2 separate regions of the Sus scrofa genome follow, and region 2 is linked to region 1. The links are chromatin contacts, called in public Hi-C maps. All regions are on one chromosome and are shown on one strand. The core of a region is the stretch at or near the end of the contact, and the rest is flanking DNA. Distances in the headings are between cores, read along the strand shown. Region 1 overlaps BCAR3 (breast cancer anti-estrogen resistance protein 3). Region 2 holds the start of FNBP1L (formin-binding protein 1-like).

The links. Hi-C and Micro-C count contacts between places; a contact is called where the count stands out from the background.
Region 2: a contact with region 1 is called in a Hi-C map of skeletal muscle, with 5 times the contacts expected there. A contact is called at or near these places in 5 of 47 Hi-C or Micro-C datasets (embryonic fibroblasts, liver, retroperitoneal adipose tissue and 1 more).

Annotation. Positions count from the first base shown.
Region 1 is chr4:123,613,474-123,619,296 of Sscrofa11.1, reverse strand. The region is part of intron 4 of BCAR3 (breast cancer anti-estrogen resistance protein 3); the gene reads right to left. Among named protein-coding and RNA genes, the nearest start is that of FNBP1L, 160 kb to the left of the region's middle.
Region 2 is chr4:123,775,527-123,781,973 of Sscrofa11.1, reverse strand. It overlaps FNBP1L (formin-binding protein 1-like), which reads left to right and starts at 2,334. Exons shown (of 16, transcript XM_005663661.3): 1 at 2,334-2,579. The coding sequence starts at 2,556.

The sequences.
Region 1 (5,823 bases), core at 1,722-4,221:
GGTCCCCAAACCTGATTTCTACCACTAGTCGATTCTGGGGCAGAGAGCTTCTCCGAGCCTCAGCTTCTCCTCTGCGGAAAAGGGTCAGCTCTTGCCCTGCCCGACTCAGCCTGACCTCAGACTCCAGTGAGACAACTCTCAAGGGAACTCAGAGGTAGACAGTCTTTTGCAGATGTAACCAAATGACACTACGGACCGATGCTCTTGTGGGACGTCCTTCCAATGCCCCCGCTGTCATTAGTCACCCCCACCCCGCCTAGCAGAGTGCTACACTGGACAGGCTGCTACATTCACGTCAGGGGTTTTCAAACTTGGAGGTGTTCCACTAATGCCATGGATCCGGAAGACCTCAGGCCAGACTGGTTTCCACTGGGTGGACGCAAAAATGTCCTTTCCTTTTCTTACTCAAGATCCAGCGGTCATTTGTGAGATGAGTGCCTGCGTGAACCCTTCCGAGATGTAAAAGTCACGCCTTCAACCAGTGGCTGACATGTCATCTCTGGCCTCAGCTTTGTGCGGATCAGCAGCGACTGCAAGTCCTTGAACTTCCTCTGTATTCTTAGCCTCCCAGTTCATTCCTCTCCAGGACCTTGGTACACAAGTCCACACGAGGCCCTTAAACACACGCTAAATTCTGCAAAATCTCGGCAAATAAGATCTTATAACCTGAACGTGCCTGTGTGATTGGTCCCCTACGTAACGCAGGAGCTCTTATATTTTTAGTTTTCTTCCCATACAACATCACTATTAATAACATCCCACTTCCTCCAGAGATGATATGGATTAGACCAAATGGAAAGTTACCATGGCTACCACCGTGTTATTTTTGGTAGGAGAAATTCATGCCAAGGGAAGCAGCACCCATGGTCAAGAACTGGAGCTTTATTTCCACTTTGCTATCAGGCAATCGATCCCAATTTCATTTTGAAACTCTAATTGCAACAGAAACTAATTATGAGCGGCAAGACCTGAAACCCCCAGTTAAAGTAGGAGTCAATAAAGCGATGGAGCCTGATCACTGGGGCAACTCTGGCAGGAGGCGGGTCTGAGCACAGGTGCGTTTTCTTTCCCTGCTAACGATCGAAGCAAAACAAGACAGAGAAACACACCCCAGGGCTCAGTGGGAAACCCTGAGCTGGGTCCGAGGGCTTCAGGTTCTGGTGTGTGAGCAGGCCAGGTCCTCTGTGCTGTGTCGATGCAACACGCCAGGGTGGGGTGGGAAGGTCGCGTGGAAAGAAGGGCCTTCCCACCGACAGTCAACCACCAAGAGCGGCCGTGGGCAGGAGGCCGAAGGGTGGCTGTTCAGATGCAGCCCACAGGCTGCGGTGGCCTTTCTGGGCGGCCCGTGGAGGAGGTAACTGCAGAGGGACAGGGGTATCCAGACAGAATGGCAGCACTCAGACCCAGATATTTATGGGCTATTTTCTTCCGTACCAAACGCTGAGCTGCACTTTTCTGAATTAGCAGAGGTCGGCTCGGGGAAGGACTTCTATTAGAGTGCAAACCACGGCCAATCCTGGACGTGCACGGCTCCCTCCGGGACCTCCCGCTCTATCTCTGACAGCTTCAAAATACCGTTAATAGCATGACTTCATCGGCTGCACACCAGGAGGATCCATATTTAGGCCAGAAATGTAACATCACCCCACCGGCTCCAGGGTAGAAAGGGCTCTTAAATCGGGGAGGAAAAGACTTTCACCTCTCACTACGCTCCTCCCAACTCCTTGACAGAGAGACAAAAACCAACTTTGCTGAACGGTTAGAAAGCTACTCCGAACACTCCGACAGGGCAGGAAAAGCGGAAGTCTCTCCTCTACAAAGGGGTCTTTTTCTCCCTTTAACGGGGCTTCCTGTGAAATTTTCCTGTGGCAGTGTTTGCAATGACACTGAACGAGTCAGTCCCCAGGAGAAGGAGCACCGCTGCCAGGGTAGGAAGGGTTCCTTGAGAACGTTCGGATTTCTCTTTCCCATGAATAAATGAGGCCCGCAGTCACGCCGGGGCGGCCCGGACGTTTCCAAGACAGCCAAGCCCCCAGCTCAATGACAGCCTCCTCTAAGCGAATTCTTAGTGTTGTCACAGGTGGGCAACAGAACAGAAGCCTCATCTTGAATTGGCCAAAGGAGGATCTTTGAATATTTTCATCAAAATAAACAGTGTATCGACATGTTACCCGAGACCTTTGCTATTGAGACCTTTGCTATTGATGTCTCGTAACAAATGTTCCCAACAGGAGCCATGGGGAAAAAGGGAGACAGTTCTGAATACCAGGATGTTTGGAACATGGCTGCCATCTGAAAGGAGCTAGTTGGTGGTTTCTGTACTTAAGTATATAGTATTGACACCACGGAGCAGCAGGGCGAGTGGAGCGAGGGGCTCAGCCATCTCACACCGATGACGAACCAGGGAGGAGAGACACAGAGAGAGAAGGAAGAAAAGAGGCATCAAGCTACTTCGGTAGAACATTGCAGCCCAGGGAGACTCAAAGTCTCCTGAAAAACAGGGTTTCGCCCCAAAAGAGCCCCTTCCGTGTGGCCAGATTCTGCCCCCAGGCGAGAAAAACACCACTGGGGGCTTATGAGGATGCGTCCATCAAAGAAAGCGCCTCTTTTTCCAGCCAGTGCGCTGCACACCTTTCCTAGTGCTTTTAAGACCCCGGACCCCTCCAAAGAATTTTAGACGTGCCTTAGCTCAAACCACACCTACCTTGATGCCGAGGAAAGACCTGCGGTGATAGAAGCAGCACAGAGCGGCCGAGAGGGCATGGAAAGCCTTGCATTCTTAGGCATCTTGCAGTTTTCAGTCTCTGGACCACACGCTTCCTTTAGGGTTAAAAGCAAGGGGGTCCCAGGCCTGAAAGCCCCAGTCCCGCTGCCACCGCTGCTGTGCTGCTCCCGCCCAAGGGCTGCGGCTGGAGGAGGAGTGAGCAGCGGCTCCTTCTCGGGGCCAGCCTGGGACTTTCCCTCTTTGCTCAAGCCAATACGATCCACTCGCTGAATTCTGGCAGGCTGGTGTCCAGCCTGCCCTGCACACGGTGCCAGAAATCCTCATGTGACCAGGCTCGCCTTCTGATGAAACTCTAACCTCTCCTGGAAGAGGCTTTGGGCTTTCGCTGTCCCCTCAACTTAGAGACTGGCAGAAGTCATTATCCACCCCCCGCACCAGGCAGCCCTTCCTCCCTAGGGCTGAAGGCACCCTGCGACCTGCTCCCACAGGCTTTGTCTGTTTGCTTGTCAGCCCAGCACCTCTGAGTTCAAGAAGCCCACATGACACCACCTTGTGATGAGACAGAGGCTCCTTTGAGACAAGGACCCAAAGGCCACCTGGGTGTGACTTTCCCCTGCGAGCAATCCTGCAAGTCCTGAGACACCCGGCAGCATCTCCATCCCACTCTCCCAGCCCACCCGCACAACTGTTGACTTGTAATTAGGATGCTCCGGCAGCCAGTGTGCAGCTGATAACGTGGGCACAGCCATCACTATTGGCAAAGCAATATTGCCTTTTGGTGTTTAATTAGCACGTCAGTCAGCAAACACCCTGAGCGGCCCGTGCCATCCCCACCCACCGGGCCGTTGCAGTCTGTTGGGAGGACAGGGGACAGCTGTGTACCCTCTTCTGACCCAGCTGTTTGTCTCGCTCCCCGCCTTCCCTTTAAACACTTTGCGGTAATTGCTCAGCCCGCCTAACCCAGACCTGGCTCACGAACCTCGCATCCAACACCGCCAAGCGAGCCTCCATGCTGAAGCCTTAGCCCCACCAAGACCCTCTCAACACCTTCAAAGGAAAGTAATTGTTTTCCTTCTTTCATTCCAGGCACAGTGGATTCCCAACAATTCTGGGGTTTTGGTTATTTTTTTATATCAAACCCAGGTTTCTGCCTATAGCGCTTCCTCTCCTACTGTTCCAAATATTAACTTTCTGGGGCTTCGGCCGCTCCGAAAAGGAATGTGTCCTGAAACTTTCTAAAACTTCATGCAGGCAGAAACTTGCAATGAGGAAGAGACAGAACTGATTCAGTCCAGAAAGGAACACCACCGCTGAAGCAGGAGGGAGGTATGAGAAATAGCCAGCGGGATTAGTGCAAAATCCTCAGGAGGCCTCGGCCTTTGGACTAAGTCAAGTCGGCCTGTAAAAATAGAGAATTGTTTGTTCAAGGCCTGGTGAGCAGCTTCTGTGCTTGAATGAGGCTCTGCAGAGCCCCAGATCTCACGCTTGCCTGCAGGGAGAGGCGCAACGTAATCAACACCCCTACTGGGGATGCAGTGACAAGGGCCTGTGGTCACACGGACAACTGGGGGTCACTTCCTTTCTGCTCCCTCGACTGGCTTCCTGCACCCCCTCCTCCTTCATGATTCTGGGGCTCAGACTGCAGCTCAGATTGCAATCCTGGGAAATCCACCTGGGATGCTGGAAGCAGGCACCACGGCGGGTCCAACTCACGAGAATTCTGAGCTGGAGGCGCCCCGAGAGATGGCTCAGTTGGGGGGCTCAGTACTGTCCCCAATGTCCATGAACTGGACCCATGAGGAAGTGGTCTCTGCCTGCCCTCATTTCCATTAGACAGAGTTCAAGGGCAGGTCCAGGTGAGCAGCCAGGGCCCAAGGCCCCTGCAGTTCTGGGGGGAGGACTCACCAATCAGGCCGACTACCACCAGGTGAGGGGCTCAGTTTGTACCTGCTGTTCCCCTTTGACAGGAAATGACAGGCTCTGTCAGAATAACAAACTCCCCACAAGGCTAGGAAGGCACCAGCCCCAGGTCAGGAAAAGGGGAAAAGCTTCTTAAATCTCACAGAGAAACTCAGTGAGATTAGTCAGCCAGAGCCTCTGAATTCCCATACCTTGCCCCCAGAAAGTGAATGAAATGCATACCTGAAAAAAAAAATATTAAAAAAAAAAAAAACTCAGACAGGTAAATTACATAGACTTAAGGAGTCAAATACTCCAGGCCCAGAGTAAAAGCAAAACAAAAGACACTCAGGTCACTGGAGAATCACAGCTCTTGTCACCCGAGGCTTTCTTGGTTTACTCTAAAAAAAAGTCTCCAAAATGCACAAAGGATTGGTTCCATCAAGATTAAAGAATGAGTTACTCTTATTAGGTAACTGTTTCCTAAGCACTTTCTTTTTTTTGTTGTTGCACACCAAAAATAATCTCTAAAGCAGCACTCAAAGATTTTAATCAATTTTCTCCTGAAACGCCCAAGGAGAGAGACGAAAATAACACGTTGTTACTGCAACTAAAGATGATAATTGCATGCATTCGCAAAGTGCCCTTCACTGACTTGTTATGCTTTTAAATGCCTCCCATCCGCACGGATCAATTCCCCCCCATTCTGCCCGCAATGATGATTCTATTCTAGTTACAAAGAAACAGAACCAGAATGGCGTGTCACTTGCAGAGAACAAATAAAGGACCGGGGACTCTAGCCTGTGCTTTTGTTAGAGCCTGGTATCTGATTACCAAATATGAGATTTTTGTAATGTCTTCGAATTAAACCTGTCACTTGCACAGCCCCATGAAAAAGGTTACGACCTGAGGCAGGGGTGACATCACTCTGGTGATGCGGTACGTGTGACTGAGCACCCAACTTGTATCCAGGACTTTCTAAACACCACGCCCTTCTGGGGACAGGGGTCAGCATCTCTAATGCGACCCTGGGACGGATGGAGAGGGTGGCTGAGCAGGTGGCACCGAGCTCTGGGCAAGCGCTGTGTCCTCTGGCGCCCCCTCGGGCGTCCTGGAGGCTCACTCCTCCGCACCAAGAAAAACACCTGTGAAAAAAGCCAAGGCTGCGCAGCCAGGTGGACCCTTGAAGGAAAGCCCCG
Region 2 (6,447 bases), core at 1,085-3,584, 160 kb before region 1:
ATTGTAAAAATATATAGAGGAAGTTAGAATATTATTTCCTTGATTCCTTCATGGTGTTCATTACCTTATAAAATGTGTAATATGAAACAGAAACTATGTGGTGATGGATTGCCAAAATAGGTCAAGTCGCTAAAAGGTATAATTGTTTTGACAGAATTGTATCACTTACTGATCAAAATATGATTTCGGGGTAGCATGTGGAATAAATTAATAATACATTGCTCTTACACCAAAGAGATTTTGCTTTCAAGACGCTAAAAGTTATGTTTTACCTTTTTTAGAGATGAAAATGATGTGTTAAACTGTTCACAAAATGTCTTGTCATGAGTCCATAGAAAATAAATCTTGCACATAAATGGATTCTGATTATGTTAAAAATCAACAGCTTTATAAACCGCCAGGCCGATAATATGTATTTGTGTATGTGACTATATATATGTTTGTAAAACACCTCTGGATGGTTGTTAGCTAAAATGCCCCTATATATACTATTTTAGGGATTTTTTTTTTCTATAAAAAAGTAACACTCTGAAATCCGATTGATCTTTATTGTTTTCATAGCAAAGTATAGCACATTAATTCCTTTGTTGTGATAGTTTTCACTTTTTAATAATTCTTGCTTAAAGAGTTTGAAGTAAATTTTAATATCATGAAATAATTTTGTAAATTGATTATTTGAGGATTATCAGTTTAAGTTGATTATATCAATTTAAATTTTATGAAAACATAGACTAATGTAATTTTTCTCTGAATCTGATGCCCTCAAATCTAACTTTTGGAAGAGAAATTAATTGTTCTGAGTGTGGAATTCTGTTCAGAAATTTCAAAAGAAGAAAACCGCTCATCTAAGAGATAAGACTTTATGTTCTGTTGGGGAATTGTGTATAGCATGGTTGAGGAGAGGGTAATCTTTATGGTGAATGGTAGCTTACTTTTCAAGGGAAAGCATGTAATTTTTTTTTTTTAAAGGAAGAGGCGATGTGGATCGCAGGGTTAGGTGATATAAATACCCTCGAAGGAAACAGGAAAATGCTGGAAAGAGAAAGTGTTCAGTCCATGCTTAACAGCCTTATCACTGCATGGCACACTTAAGCATTTAACTATGGGCCACAACCCTCTTGGAGGAGGGTAATTGTTATGCTGGAGCTGGAGTCACAGAAGGGCAGCAAACAATTTAGCAAGAGTTTTGTCTGGACGGTCAGGAAGGATGAGGATATTTGGCCAACGCCAAGAGGGAGCACAGCCAGGCAGGGACAAGGATATAGGTGGGAGAGACTGGGGCATCTGAGCAGGCCCTATAGGGAGGTGTTTCAAAGGCTGACTAGCCCTGGGAGAACTTAAGACCCTCAGCTGTCAAAACACACCGAGGAGCACTCTACTAGTGATTGCTTGGACTGTGTGGGCGCGTGTGCGTGTGTGTTTTTAGGAGACAAGCAATTAATGCTAAAGCGTATGTTAGGGAGTTGCTAAGCATACTTGATACCTAAAACCAACCAGTCAAACTTGCTGACCGCAGTTAATGATTACTCAGAAAGGCCGGGAAGTAACTCCACGGAGAAAAAAGGAAATGGCTCCGATATTCTAAATGAGAAATATCTGAGGTCCGAATAGGCTCTTTGCTCTGCCGACTAGGAATCTGCCTTCCATGCAATTCCGCAGGCGCGAGGTCACCATTCCAGACAAGGGGCAAGCTCAGTTCTCCTTTCCTGCAGGTGACAGCCTGGCTCCCCTTTGTCCATGTGTTCCATCTCCTCTCATGGCAGCATCCCCAAGTGAAAGCTGAAAGATCTACCTTCTTTAATGAGTTCCCGACAGGACTCAAACAATTAAAATGTTCTATTAAAAAAAATCAGGGGCACGCTGCATTCACATTGGATGCTCTACACATTCAAGGGATTCCCGAGCTCACCCTTTCCATTAAGATTTTTTCTTATAAATAAAACATCTCTCTCCACAATCTAAACCCAAGGATTTGGATGAGTTTTCCTTGTCTGGGTTTCTCCCAAGTGGAGGCGGCAAGAGGCAGGAAGGAGCCGCCTCATTTAAGGGGGCTCAGGGCAGAGAAGGGCGGTGGGCGTCTTTTCCGTCTCTCCCTTTCCTTCTAGGTGACCGCGATTCAAGTGGCCGCGGCGGTGGGACAGTCCCAGCCCAGAGAGACGAAAAGCGAGAGCCTGGGCGGGATGAGAAAGCGCGGCGGCCCGGGGACCCGGGGCGAGGAGACCCTGCCGGGCTCGGCCGGGCGCGCGCGGTCCGCCCCGATCCCAGGGTGCATCGCGCCCCGCCCCCTCCCCTCTCCGCGTCCCGCCTCCCCCCAGCCCAGGCCCCCTCCCGCCCGGCTCCGGGAGGCGGGGACGCGGCGGCGGCGGCGGCGGCGCGGCGGCTTCTCCAGTCGCGTCTTTCTCACTCACTGGGGAACTCGGCGGTGGCGGCACCTTCCGAGGCTGAGCAGCCGAGCCGCGAGCCCGCCAGTGGGAGGCCGGACAGCCTGACGGCAGAGCCGACGGACATTCGGACAGCAGGGCGGCCAGACGGCTCGAGGGGCCTCGAGTTCCGCCATGAGCTGGGGCACGGAGCTGTGGGTGAGTCGAGGAGAGGGGCGCCCCGCGCGCACCCGGGCCCGGAGGGGCTGCGGCTGGGCAGACGCCCGGACCGTCGGGGGCCCGAGCGCGTCGGGCCGTCGCCGCCCCTGGCGCGGGCGGAGAGGCGGGTGGTCCCGCTCGCCTTTGTGTGCAGACCCCTGCCCGCTCGGCCGGGCGTGAGAGGCTGCTGGCCCGCGCTCCCGCCCCGCCGCCGCGGTGCGGCTGAGGGCAGCGGCTTGGACGGCTGGGGAGCGGCCCCGGGCTGCCGCGTCCGCCGCCATCCTCTCCCGGCCCCTCTCCCTCCTCCGCCTTCACTTTCCGGACGCCTGGCTCCGGGCCGGGCCGCGCTTCCCAGCCTTTGTATCTCCCCTCCCCGGGGCGGGGGAGGGGGCCCATTGTCCCGAAGGGGCGCTGTTCGCGGGCGGGGAGGGGGCTCGCCGCGGCCCCGGGTCCGGCCAGGGTCCCCGGGCGAGGGCGGCGCCGGGCTGGGGCGGCGCGGGGACCCGCGAGGCACCGCCCGCCGCCCTCGCCCCAGGTAGGGGGAGCCGGGCGGCTTTGTTCGGAGCCCGGCCTCCGGCCAGCCAGGCCCAGCCCACACGCCCATTTCCCTCTTCTGGTGTCCGTGCTCCGACCACGGTGGCTTCGGGGACTCCGGGCTGGGCCACCTCTGGCTGCCGCCCAGGGCCGGGGGCTTGGCTTTGGGGACCTGAATTAAATGGAGAGATCGATGGGGAAGCCGATGGTGCCGAAGGAGCGTACGGCTTCCCAGTTGCTCTTCTTGCCCTTCCGTCGTTCTTTCTCCTCTTTCTCCCGCTTTTCTCGCCCATGCCTCCTTGTCTTTCATGGGCGCTGAAGGCTGCAGACAATGCCGGTGTCTGGCCAGGTGCGGCGGGGACTGGAACAGGTCGGAGAACCCGCTCGCTCGCCGCCGCGGAAGGGTGGCGGTGTGGAGGGCAGTGATTTCTCAGGTGCTGCCGGGGGACGGGAGCGTGGGGGCGCTGTCCCGGGAGCCGCCGGCCTTCAGCCACTCCCCGCTCCATCCCACCTGTGCCTGTTTTCCTGCCTTTTGTTACCTGGGCTCTCGTGAAATCGCTGCCGAGAAAGAGCAGAAAGAACTTTTTTTGTCTCCAGACGTACAGTTAGGAGGGGAATGAAGGCAGATCGGTTCATGGAAGGGTACAGTGTTTTCTGTTATTTTTCACATTTTACTCCCAGACGGGGAATTTTAGAATTGAAAGAGACTCTAGAGCTCATCGAGTCGAACACCTGCTTAGCCAGCCCAGGAATCTGCAACATTCTGGGCAAGTGTTTGCCCAGGGTGTAAACACACCACCCAAGAGAACATACCTCTGGAGCCTCTCCATTACGTTCCTAGATAGTACAATGCAATTGTTCTTGTATTGAGGAGGATTATATAGTCAATTAGGTAAACTTTCATCTTTTTCTTTGGTTAGATTCTCAGGCATTAAAAGTCTCTTTCCTTGGACTTAGTACATTCTGTAGTTAATTATAGTATGTTCTTAAAGGAGATGGATACAGTTTTATTTCCCATTTTTATAATTAGAAAATATTTTGATCTTTATATACTTCAGCAGTCCACATTTCAGAGGAAGCAAAAATTAAGCGGAATACTTTTAAAAAAGACAAAGAGTAAAACAGTGGAGGAGTATGACTGAGATTTAACTCTTAATTTAGATTGAAAACAATTGCTTTATATCACACTATAGAAAAGCAGTTTTAAGGAAAAAATATTTTAGTGAAGACTAAGAAGAGATTTTTAAAGTTTTATCAACTTTTAAGAATATAGTACTTTCAGAAGCAGTGTCGTCCCTCCCATGCCCCGGTCTCCTGTAGTTTGGTTATTTACTTTCAGCGTTTGAGTAGTTTCTCAGACATTTAGATGGGTAAACCATAGAAGAGATGGGAATTTTTGTTCTGACTAAAAATTGTTCTGTATCCTTTTGGAAATTGTGAAAAATTAAAAAAAATTTCTCTTAATATTTAATGTAATGTTATTTAATATCTCTTAATATATCTCCATGTTTTAAGCTTTTCTTAGTAGTGAGAGGATTTGGGGGAAACATTTATTAGGAACTAAATAATGTGGAATCAACTGATATCAACTGGATGCTTAAATCATAGATGAGTAGAAGTTGGTGTAGAGCACTATTTTTGGGACCAGAAGAGATCTTAGAAAAATTTGATTAGACTTCCTGTTTTTTGTGTTTTTTAAAAACTCTTCTCAGCTTTGAATAAGGATATTGTGCTTCCAGTAGATTGTAACAAACACCTGAACTGCTCTTGCCATTGAGGAATTTGAGGTTGCGAAAGTACTCCTGGAATTTTGAATTTAGAAACCAGTTCTCATTTTACTTACATGTTTAGAGCATATTACTCCAAAGTTAAACCTTATTGAGAACATGTCGCTACAGTGAAATGACGGTAGTGCCGTTACGCACTCAAATTTGTTTATTTCTTATAACATTGACTAGAGCTTTTTTGCTATCTTAAGTCTTATGTTAAACTTGAGAATAAAGTAATAAAATTAAAACCACTCTAATACTCTGGGGGACAGAGCTAATAGTGATAGACTAAGGTGGTTGTGTCAGACTTCTGTTGTGTAGTTGTGAGGAGATATAAATTAACTGGTAATAAATTTGAACTATGCTTTAAGGGATTGCTCCTGTTCAGAATGAGCATTTAGGAAAGGTAGTGAATATATGCTAGAGACTCAGTTCTGGGTGACATCACACAGAGATGAGAGCATCTTCATTTCTTCAGGATTCATTGTTTATTATGTTGATTTCATTATTATAGGAAGAATGGTTGGATCAGAAAGTCTAAATATGAATTAATGATTTTGCAAAGCACGCATTTTGTAATAATTAGCTTTTTTAACAAATAAGGAAATCAGAGATTGGAGAAGTCCTGTGTTTAGGCAATATGTTTTATTTATTAGGAGATAGATTTTTGGTTTTTGAGGAGCCAGTTAAAGTTCAATGGGAAAAAAACTATGTGTGGGTTATGAGTGTGTATATAGATACAGAAAAAAATTTGGTTGAGCACATCACATTGATATTATGATTTATTTAAAAAAATTGCTCCCCCGGGAGAATGAGATGACTAGTGTGGAAATTAGGAAGTAGGTTCAAATATCTGATTTAATTTATAGGAACGTATAAAACTTATTTTATGTCGTAGTTTTCTCGTCTGTGATTTTCGGCCCTTAGTTTAAGGGTGTGTAATTTAGAAGACGCTGTTTTCATCATATTTTTAGCCAGGTGCATTTAACAAAGCACATGATATCTTTTTGGAAGAAATGGAAAAATGTGCTTCGGATGATAGATTCAGTGAGTTCTTTATTTTGCATTCCTAGTCTTAACCTTTTAATTTAATGCTCCCTTTGTTCTATAGCATTTTTCTTTTAATCTTTATATTGTAAATGTATTAGATTTTTGAGTCCTTGAGGGTAGGGACTGGGTTAGTCTTTTTGTTTCCACTAATACAGTGCTTGTTTCTGATCATACTTATTTGGTCCAGCTCAGTAGCTCATTGCATTACCCAGAGTACTGATTTCTGATTAATAATTGCATCCTAAAGGAAGTTTTTATGGTTCTGAAGATCTTTGTAGGTGATGATAAATTAGGTGGTCCGGATAACAAATTCAAGAAGGTCTAAACAATCTGAAGCCACATGATTAAGTTTTAGTGTTGGGTTGAATCTTTTTACAGATTGAGGAAGATGACCTCTGAAGGTGGTTCTGATGAATTTACCTTGAGAGCCTGATAATAGCTGATGAAATGGTAACGAGAATTGATGTGGCTATCATTATGAAGTGTATAGAAATACCCAGTCGCTGTGTTGTGTA